3 separate regions of the Mus musculus genome follow, and regions 2 and 3 are each linked to region 1. The links are chromatin contacts, called in public promoter capture Hi-C maps. All regions are on one chromosome and are shown on one strand. Each heading gives the region's core, a stretch centred on a gene start, on an enhancer-like site or on the middle of the called end of the contact. The rest is flanking DNA. Distances are from core to core; before and after follow the strand shown.

Evidence for each region. Promoter capture Hi-C pulls out the DNA fragments that hold promoters and counts their contacts.
Region 2: a contact with region 1 is called in a promoter capture Hi-C map of liver, with 4 times the contacts expected there. The contact joins the enhancer-like site here to the promoter of Tmem247 in region 1. A contact is called at or near these places in 7 of 39 promoter capture datasets (the 3T3-L1 cell line, the HPC-7 cell line, embryonic stem cells and 3 more), 3 of 115 datasets of contacts at active chromatin or transcription factors (astrocytes, embryonic stem cells and stem cell-derived neural progenitor cells) and 2 of 9 other capture datasets (embryonic stem cells and liver).
Region 3: a promoter capture Hi-C map of liver shows a contact between it and region 1, with 4 times the contacts expected there. The contact joins the enhancer-like site here to the promoter of Tmem247 in region 1. A contact is called at or near these places in 5 of 39 promoter capture datasets (the 3T3-L1 cell line, the C10 cell line, hippocampal neurons and 2 more), 4 of 484 Hi-C or Micro-C datasets (the G1E-ER4 cell line, the N1E-115 cell line, myocytes and 1 more) and 4 of 115 datasets of contacts at active chromatin or transcription factors (the HPC-7 cell line, bone marrow-derived macrophages, large pre-B cells and 1 more).

Annotation. Positions count from the first base shown.
Region 1 is chr17:86,915,630-86,918,815 of GRCm38.p6, forward strand. Tmem247 (transmembrane protein 247) reads left to right here and starts at 1,719. Exons shown (of 3, transcript NM_030104.1): 1 at 1,719-1,952; 2 at 2,622-2,957. The coding sequence starts at 1,836.
Region 2 is chr17:86,327,810-86,331,119 of GRCm38.p6, forward strand. The region is part of intron 1 of Prkce (protein kinase C, epsilon); the gene reads left to right. Among named protein-coding and RNA genes, the nearest start is that of 2010106C02Rik, 42 kb to the left of the region's middle. Within about 2 kb of position 1,617, at least 71 of the 459 cell types and tissues checked have an H3K27ac peak or open chromatin away from gene starts, as enhancers often do. A contact at or near this core is called in liver, where this site is marked.
Region 3 is chr17:86,299,876-86,302,920 of GRCm38.p6, forward strand. All of the region lies in intron 1 of Prkce (protein kinase C, epsilon), which reads left to right. Among named protein-coding and RNA genes, the nearest start is that of 2010106C02Rik, 14 kb to the left of the region's middle. Within about 2 kb of position 1,561, at least 188 of the 459 cell types and tissues checked have an H3K27ac peak or open chromatin away from gene starts, as enhancers often do. A contact at or near this core is called in the G1E-ER4 cell line, the HPC-7 cell line, the N1E-115 cell line and 3 more, where this site is marked.

The DNA of each region.
Region 1 (3,186 bases), core at 469-2,968:
CATCATACTTTACACGTACACATACACAGAAAGGAAGTTGTTTACAGATTTTAACTTATGCACCATGTGTCTGCAGGTTTGTTGGTGTCCACGCAGGCCAGAAGAGGGCAGCAGATCCTCTGGAACTGGAGTTTCAGGAAGGTATGGGCTGCCCGGCAAGAGTGCTGGGAACTAAGTTCAGGTCCTCTGCATAAGCAGCAAACTGTGAGAGCAGTCTTAACAGGGCAACCTCTCCAGCTCCAAAAGGGTAGATTTGAATTCTATTTCACGCCATAGCAAAGTCCCAGCACCATCATCTTCATCATCATCATCACCACCACCACCATCATCACCATCACCACCACCACCATTATTACACTAATTGTGGTGGCAATCATTCCTTAGTCCTGTATGGAATACATCATTTCCTTTGTTAGTACTGCACTGTAGTGAGTTGTCTTTCTCACTTTTCCCATCCATAAGTGAAGGCACGAAACATCAGATTCATAGAACAATTCTCTTGGTCACACAGCTGATAATAACAACCGAGTCCGGACTCAAATGTAGCATGCTCTCCTTCCACACTGTGACCCTGACTCCATCTATTGAAAGGGTTTTGTTAAGTGTGTTTTTATAAACCCAAAGAAGACAAAGTCTACTTCCGGTCTCCCGGCATCCTCTCCTCCACTACACACTCTTCCTGGGATTTGCAGGTCAGGTCATACTCCTTCCCCAGGGAGAGGATTTCTTGGATCGGGTGGCTCAACCAGCTGATGCTGACAGTCGGTGTTCGGAAGGCTAGGCATTAGGATGAAAGCAGCAGCAGTCTTTTACAACGCGGAGACAGAGGCTCTGATCCAGCCTGTAGTCATTCGCTGTGCGCTCAACATGACTTGGGCCAACCCTAGGGTGCTTCGTCGGCTGAATGGCCGTAATTTATAGGTCTATTTCTGAAGGTGTTTTTAGAAGACATTAACCTTGCAGGAAACGGAGTAAGAAAAGCAGACTCCCACCCAGTGTGAGTGGGCCTCGTCCACCGAGATCTTCAGTAAACCAAGATAGAACGGAGAATGAGACTGTGGGCTTTTTCACCTCTATAACCTCTCGAGCTGATTCCCACGTTTCTTTCCTGTCACCTGTCACTCTGTTTCCCCAGGGGAACCAGCCCAAGGTTTGTCGCGCTGTGTCGGCACCGTCTTCCCTCTGGCTCATTGCTGCCCTCTGCTAAAGACACTCGTCACATTGGATTCAGACTGTTGTCGTGACATCATTTCAAGGCGGTCATTTCCATCAAGATCCCACCTTCAAATACAGCTACATTCTGAGGCATTGGGGTAAGACTTTAAGGTCGGGAGAGGAAACAAACTCACCCCAACATAAACTCACTCTATTTAAAGGAGAGCCCAGGAGAATGGGTTTCCACAGTTGGATTCCGGCACCATTAGGAGGCGCTCTGGTATTCACGAAGCCCTGTGGGTAAGAGCCCAGCCTTCACTGGGGGTAATTTTTTTATTACATATATTTATTTGGAGGTGTGTGCTGTACACACACACACCACAGCGTGCGTGTGGGCAATCAGTTCTCTTTTTCTACCGTGTAAGCCTCGGGGATTAAATTCGGGTTCTCAGACTTGCCGCAGGTGTCCACACCGCTGAACTATGTTGCTGCCCCTCCACCTTCTGTCCTCACCAAGACTCCTCAAAGGTGTCACAGCCTCTCCCAAAAGTGCCCTGGCAACTGGAATGTGGCCATTATGAGGATAGGGATTGTGATGGTGGTCAGAACCTGGTGAAGCCAAATGGTATTGTCTTAAAAGATGTCCTGTGGCCCTGGTCCGCAGCACGGTGGTTATCTGGATGGCGATGGAGGACAGGGAGGTGATGGAAGCCCGAGGGGCAGGAGAAAGCTGCCCCACACTCTCCAAGGTGGCCCCTGTTGACAGCATGCCTGAAGGCAAGCCAAAGGCCTCTTTGGTAAGAGGACCCCTCTCTTGATTTGCCCCATCCATCCCACTGGGGGTCAGGGGTAAGGGGCTCTAAGCCTTAGAGTCTGCTCACATGTGCTAGAAGATTCAGTTGACAAGAAGAACAGTGTCCCCTATATCCCTATAACTGGTTCCCAGCTGACACCGGGAACCAGAAAAACTTTACAGGATTGTAAGGTTGAGTGAAACTTTGTCTCTGTCTCTCATTTGAGGCCCTTACTTCCCTCTGTGGACAGGACACACACACACACACACACACACACACACACACACACACACACACACACACAAACAAACATATACATATATATGTGTTGCTTGGTTCTTTCAACACCTGGGCTTCTTCCTCACTCTGGAGCTCCTGAAAGATCTGTTGTCTGACAGTTAGGTGAAGGGTGGGGGATGGGAAAATGACCTCCAGGGTGATAAAGAGTAGACCTGAGCAGACACCTTCCTGATCCACCAATGCCTCACAACTTTTGGGCACTCGCCCTTCATGGGAGTTCACCTTCCCCTGTTATATACACTTCTAGCAAACACCCCGTCTAGGTAGTCTTTGCAACACACCCCAGGCTCCTGAAGCTCGGAGCAGAGGGTGTGGTTGTAGGGAGCCCCACACTGACTCCCCCATTATCACCCCACTTCTTCTCCATCCCAGGATGCAGAAGTCCCCAAACTAGAACTGCCTACCCTGGAAGAGAACGGGATCTGTGAGGACAGAGATTGTCCGGGGCCCCCTAGGTCATTGCCTCCAAAGTCCGGCCCAAACGCCAAGGGTCAGGCTGGCGATGGACCTGGACTGGAGTCCGTAGAGCTGCCCCTGCCCCTGGAGACAGAACACCGCAACGCGATGGAGCTGGAGAAGGTGCGCATGGAGTTTGAACTGACGCTCCTCAAGTACCTGCACCAGGAGAACGAGCGGCAGAGGCAGCATGAGGAAGTGATGGAGCAGCTGCAACAGCAGCAGCAGCAGCAGCAGGCTTTGCCTCACCAGGTAGCAGAGTGGGCTCTGGGCTGTGGCTGTACTGGCTTGGCTATGCATCTTGTCTGCTGGTCCCAGGTCTGGCTGAGAGGTGGTGAGCATCATGTAGCTGCCTCTACCCACTGGTGCCTGGATCGGTTTGCAGGATGGCCTGAGACCACTGCCCCTGTGATTAGCTTCCCTGCTATGTTAGATTCAAGCCTCTAAAGAGAGTTGAGAGTAGAAGATATCCTGAAACCAC
Region 2 (3,310 bases), core at 367-2,866, 590 kb before region 1:
TCCAGCCCGTGTATGCTCTTTGAGAGGCCCAAGGGCCCAGGTCAGTTGACTCTGTTGGTCTTCCTGTGGAGTTTCTATCCCTGCCAGGGACCCCCATTTCTCCCCCCTGTCTTCCCGTAAGACTCTCTGAGCTGGGTTTAGTGTTTGGCTGTGGGTCTCTGCATCTGAGTCAGTCAGCTGCTGGGTGGAGCTTCTCAGAGGACAGTTCTGCTAGTCTTCTGTCTGCAAGTGTCACAGAGTGTCATTAATAGTGTCAGGGACTGGTGCTTGCCCTTGGGATGTCCTGTGGATCCCCTTCTCCTAACTGAGCAGCGTTGTCTGGCCTCAGTAAGGAGAGGATATGCCCAGCTCTGCAGAGACCTGATGTTCCAGGGTTAGGGGAAACCCAGTGGGGGCCTCCACCCTTTCAGAGGAGAAGAGAGGGGAGGGGGGACTGTATGAGGGGAGATCAGTATGACGTGGGAGCAGCGACCGAGATGTAAAGTGAATGAATGAATGAATGAATGAATGGGAAAAATAAGGTAGAGAATGATTAATGATGACAACACTAAGCATCAACTTCTGGCCTCCTACATGTATGTCATATGTGAACATATACATTATATGCAACATACATACAAGACTCAATGATAAGAAATAGACAGTGTGTGTGTATGTGTGTGTGTGTTTAAGTTAGGACCATGCCCCCATTAGAGGGAGACTGGCACCCCTTAACAGTTCCACTCACAACCTCATAGGTTATTACAGTAGCAATAAGAAACCTCTCAGTGGAGTTCTTGGTTTATGTGTATGCAACAACAGAGCTTTACCGTTTGTTGACCACCGACTCTCAGATCCTCAGATAACTTTCACACTGTGCTGATGTGGAGGCTCACTGGTTTGGATGGCCTGTCTGATGTCCTTCTGTGAACAGAGGAGCCAGTGGGGGGGATATGGTCCTGCTGTTTCTGGCAGGCCTGGCCTCCCTTCTGCCTGCCTCCCCCCTCCCTGAGCAGAGGAGCAAGCTTCTTGCCTGCTTTTTTGGGGTCTGGACTTGTTAGAGGCAGGGCTGCATCCATCCTCGGCTGTCTGTCCAGGGAGTTCTCTTTCTGGGCAGTTTTAAATGCTTTGGTCCTTAGAATATTACAAGAGGAAAACAACGATGGTATGTTTGGGATTCTCTGACTTAATTCCTCCCCTGCAGTAAGAGTTCCATCGTCATTTGCATCATCTACTTCCCTGTGGGGTAAAATTCATTAGGTACCACAGAAAAGACATTTAAATTCTGCTTTTGGGGCAGTGGGGGGTGGGGGAAAGCATCCACGGGGACTTGTTTTGTTACATCAAAAATGTAGCTTCCACATATTTGTGATTGAAGCTGTAAATGAAAATCAGCCTCGCCCTCTTGGAGATCTCTTTCATTTTTGACTTCAGAGGATGAACGGACTGTCTGCACCCACCACCCAGTCCCCCCTGGATCTGAAAGTTAACTTTCATCTGAGCCATAAGGTAACATGTACGATATTAATACCCCACCAGGGGATTTCAAAAAGAAAGAGTAAATGGTCCCACATCTCAGTCACACCAGTGCTGGCTTAGGAAGGGTCAAGCCGCTACTGAGTGAGTCTCTCCAAAGTAAACAAGAATATCCGGAAGGTTCCTCTGACACTCGCTCGCTCACTCACTCACTCACTCGAGGACTGAGCCCTGCACCTTCTTTCATTTTCAGGTCCTCCCATCTGCCTTAGCTCTTTGGGGGGGGTAGGGGGGGGAGGAGAAAGGCATCTGAAGTCAGCAGTTTACATTCAGAGCAGTAAAACCTCCCGATAAAGCTGCTGGTTCCAGTGGAGAACGGCCACTGTAATCTTAATGTGAGGAGGTGGAGACCTGGTTTTGATCTCTTTAATTCATTGTTTGCTCCTTTGCCCAGCCTCAGTGCTCACCACGCATGTTTCCAAAACATGTCTAATGATAAAAACGTGTGTCAGCATTCTTGCCTTGGCTACCAGGGGTTTCCGGTAGCTTGGGAGAAGCTGGGCTGAGTGCTGAGGAAGATCTCAGGCGCTTCAGTTGGTCTGATGGCTGGGATACGGGAGGGAGCAGGAGCAGGGAGTTTGCTGATGGAAATGTGGAAGGCACAGGTCGGAAGGGAGGGAGGCAGAGTGACTTCAAGGAGGTCTGTGTTGAGAGCAAAGCTCCTGCCTAAGCAAAGCGAAGGGGGAGGAGTTTGAATAACAGCCAGTGTGAGCATTCGCTCTAGGATGCATAATCCTATATACTTTATGTAAACAGAGTCAGGCAGCAATGCCTGTGAGGTATGAATTTACAGATATAGAAAAAGGCGTGAAAAGAACAATGGACCTCGTTAAGGTCACACAGCTAGGTTGGGCCTTGAGGACAGCCCCGCCAGCTCCCATGTCCACACTGTTATATTATGTGTATGTCTGTTTCCCTTGAGAATTCACCTAGCTCAGAAAATCACCTCCTCACCGCATCCCACCCCCACCCCTGATGGGCTCCAGTGGACACTGCTTTTCATGGTTCAAGGTCTGTAGCATGGATCCAAGAGGACACGTTGTCCTCTGTGACTTTAGCCGCAGAGCTGAGTGGCCAGTGTGTTCCTCCAAGTCTGTGGTTTCAGGAATGGTGCTCTTCTCTCTCTCTCTCTCTCTCTCTCTCTCCCCTCCCCCGCCACATACACACACACAGACACACACATGAGTGCTAGCTGGTTGGCCGTGTGTGGTTTCAGGCATTGTTCTCTCTCTCTCTCCACACACACACACACACACACACACACACACACACACACACACACACGCTCACTAGCTGGTTGCCAGGGTGTGGTTTTTCTCATTCCTGGGTCTGGGATGAGAGTCCAGGTGACAAGAAGGCAGTACAGACACAGCACAGCCGGGATGTGGGAGGTTAAAGGACTGAGGCAGGCTCCGCATGACATGCTATAGCTGGGGAACAGTTTGACTCACAGCCTCGAGAGCCACCAGCTGAAGCTTTGAGAGCCACGGGGATGTGGGGTTGGAGGCGGCAGGTCGTAATTCATTTTCCCCATAAAGCTTCAGCGTAGCTGTCTGGATTAAATAAAGAACAACAGCCAGGCACCAGGGAGACAAGAAGAGGAGGAAACAATCACATCAGGATGATGCTGGACCGTGCTCCTGCACAGCCTTCCTCCGGCTGTGTGGATCTGGAGGGTGGGATGCTCCTGTGTAAGCTTCTAGTGGGGCTGGAAGTGACGCCCAGCTTTAGGGGTGCAGAGGGAGCCTTGGATGCAACACATGAGCTCAGCAGCAGAATAAAGAGAGGCATCAGG
Region 3 (3,045 bases), core at 311-2,810, 620 kb before region 1:
ATTTGCCACACTCAAAGGGCTGTGTGTTTAGGTTTGGGGTATTGTACTACATATAATGTGCCTCAAAAATGAGATTCTTTCTCCCTCTATTTCTTTTGTTTTCATTCAATCTTCTGATAACATCAGGGAGAAACACGCAACTTGGGGCTTCAGCACCATTAACCTTTAACACTCACTAATCTCCCTTTTTAAACAAAAGGAGACAGCCTCACAATAATATTGTTTTGGTTTTATTGTAGCAAAAAAATATTTATGGCTAGTAATACTAGTTTCCCCAGGTAGTAACACATTTTTTTTTTAATTAACACTATGTAGCCAAGCATGGAGGTGCACACCTTTCATCCCAACAGAGGCAGAGGGGCAGAGAGGTAGAGGAGAGACAGAGAGGCAGAGGGTCAGAGGAGCAGAGGGGCAGAGGGGCAGAGGGGCAGAGGGGCAGAGGGGCAGAGGGTTGGCAGAGGGGCAGAGGGTTGGCAGAGGGGCAGAGGGGCAGAAGCAGATGGATCACTCTGATTCAAAGTCAGTTTGATCTACATAGTAAGTTCTAGGGCCAGCTAAGACTTTATTGTTTATTGCCTCAAAAACATAAAACAACAACAAAAATTAACACTCCCTAAGAAAGAAGAACAGTAAGCTGAAAGTATATGCTGTCCAAGATTTGAGAAAGCTGACAGGGTAGGAAACACTTGGGGGGAGGCAGGGTGGGACCGACAGGGGTGGGTTTTACAGGGAAACAGAAAACAAAACTAATCCTGTCATTTAAAATTGTGTGGACATTATGTGTAGCTCTTAGTTTGATTTCCCAAACTAATGAGGATGGTTGCTCTCAGAGTCGGGGCATTAAGTGATAGGATCAGGTCCAGGGGATCTGTGGTGGGGAGCTGGGGAGATCTGTGGTGGCCCAGAGAGCACTCAGTCCATCCTAGGAAGTGCAGCAGATGTGTGGTTCCTCCAGGAAGCCACGCTCTGACCTCTGCCTTCCGTGCAGCAGCGGACAGCTGGAAAGCAGTGCCCGGTGCCTGCTGGAGCGAAGTAGAGACAAAGGATCTGGAGGCTGCCTTGAAGCCTCTCCCTTACCCACCAACAGTGACCCAACACCTTCTAGGGATCTACTGGCAGCAGGAAGCAGCCAAGCCTCCTTGTGTCTCTTGAGGAACACTCATCTTACAGCCCTGCGAGGCATAGAGGGATGGTTAGTTATCTCCTGGTTGCCAGGCAGCACCTGTGCCTTGCACAGACACATCCTGAGATCTTTGCATGGCGTTCGTTAGCAATGTCGTGGGGACCTTGAGTTCCGTCTTCTGCTGTTTTCTATATGTCCTGTGCTTTCCCCCCCCCCCCTTGCGGTCTGGGTTCCTGTGCATGGTGCCGTGTTCTCCAGCATTTCCTGTTATGCCTAGCTTGGACACCCAGGAGAACGTGTCCCTGGACTCCAGGAGGAGTTACAGTAATGAGACAGTTCAAGCGGCAGTTGCTATTTAGCAGCCTCCTCCACGGGGTTCCAAGAAAACTGTGACATCAGTGAAGTTTATATTCTCTACCCCGACTTCCGTTTCTGGGCCCTCCCACTCCTTTTCTGGTGTCTGCTCTCAGCCATTTTATCTTTAGGCTCCATCTGCACACTGCCTAGCTCGCTGCAACCAGACAAGCAGTCCTGACGCAGCCGGGTCCCATTTCTGAGGTGCGGGGACAGGCGTCAGCCCTGAGGTTCTGTTGGGAGACCGGCTGCTCTGTGTGTGAGAAGGTAGAGCAAGGCGATGAGTGGCTAAGGTTGTTATGATACAGCAGCAGCCAACCTTCCTGGGCATTTGCCACAGAGTCTATCCTGTGGATGCCGATCCTCTCAATAATGTCTATAGGAGCCATTATTTTTAATTAATTGTGATTGACTTAGCTAGCGAGCGAGTTTGCAGAACTGTGTTGAGGATTGGACCATGTGCATGCTCGGCGAATACGTTGTCTCTGAATTACAGCTGCAACCCAAGGTAGCCGCTGTCAATAGCCCTGTTTTGTTTTTGTTTTTTACTTTACATGTGCCTTATTACATGAATTGACAGTCTTTGGAAATGCACAGCCAAAGAAGAGAAGTCACTGTTATACTAAGCTTGACGGAGAGCATATAGTCCTGTAGAAACCTCAGTGCGCAATGGTCCCATTTTACAGATGGGGAGACTGCACAGTATAGCTTGTGTAAAACCATACAGAACTAGGTCAGCCTCGTTCCAAAACCTACTGTGTGCTGTAAAGCTAGGATTTCTCACCCTCTCCCAGTGAGTCACCGGAGGCTTTGGTTCAAGTTCAGATTTCCAACGGAATGGAGCAGCTCACACTGTAATCCCAGACTCAGGAGCTGCTAGCTCCTCTCCTCCCCCCAGAGTCCAGATTCCGTAGGTGAACCACCCGACTGGATGACCCATAGGTTTGGAAACTGCACACAGAGTAGAGACCAAGGGACATTTTTCTGCTGGTGACTGTAGGAACAGCTACAGTAGGCCCTATAAAACCGAAGTACTGTTCTCCAAGCTGGGAGAAACCAGGCTTCTATGAAGGCCCCGCTGGGGAGCACTGAGCCTCTGCCATGAGCTCATGAGCTTGGACCACAGCCCGGGTTTCAGAACTTAGCCTAATGCAGCTCTGGGCACGCTCGGTAATTGCACCTAGTGTGGTGCTTGGATGGACTTAGAGAGCAGAGTGACCAGCAAAATCAAAACATAGTGAGAGGCAGAGCGGGGAAGAGAACGAGAGCAAGCAGACGTCAGCCAGGGACTCTAGGCCAGGCGAAAGCAACGGGCAAGGTTGGCTACATGGTGGAACAGAGCCTTTTGGGCCCCAGGGGAAGTTGAGCGTGAGCTGTAGGGCCAAGTGGTCTCCTACTCAGGGGCTCATGGATTTACAGGAGGGGCAGGTAACAAGAGAGATACCCACGAGCACACTCTTCAAACTCAGATTAGCTATGCAGTTGAATGAGGTGTAGTAACCAGGATGTCTCAGCATTGCAGTGGTGACACCCGGTCGGTTGGTCGGTCCGTCGGTCGGGGGAGGAGG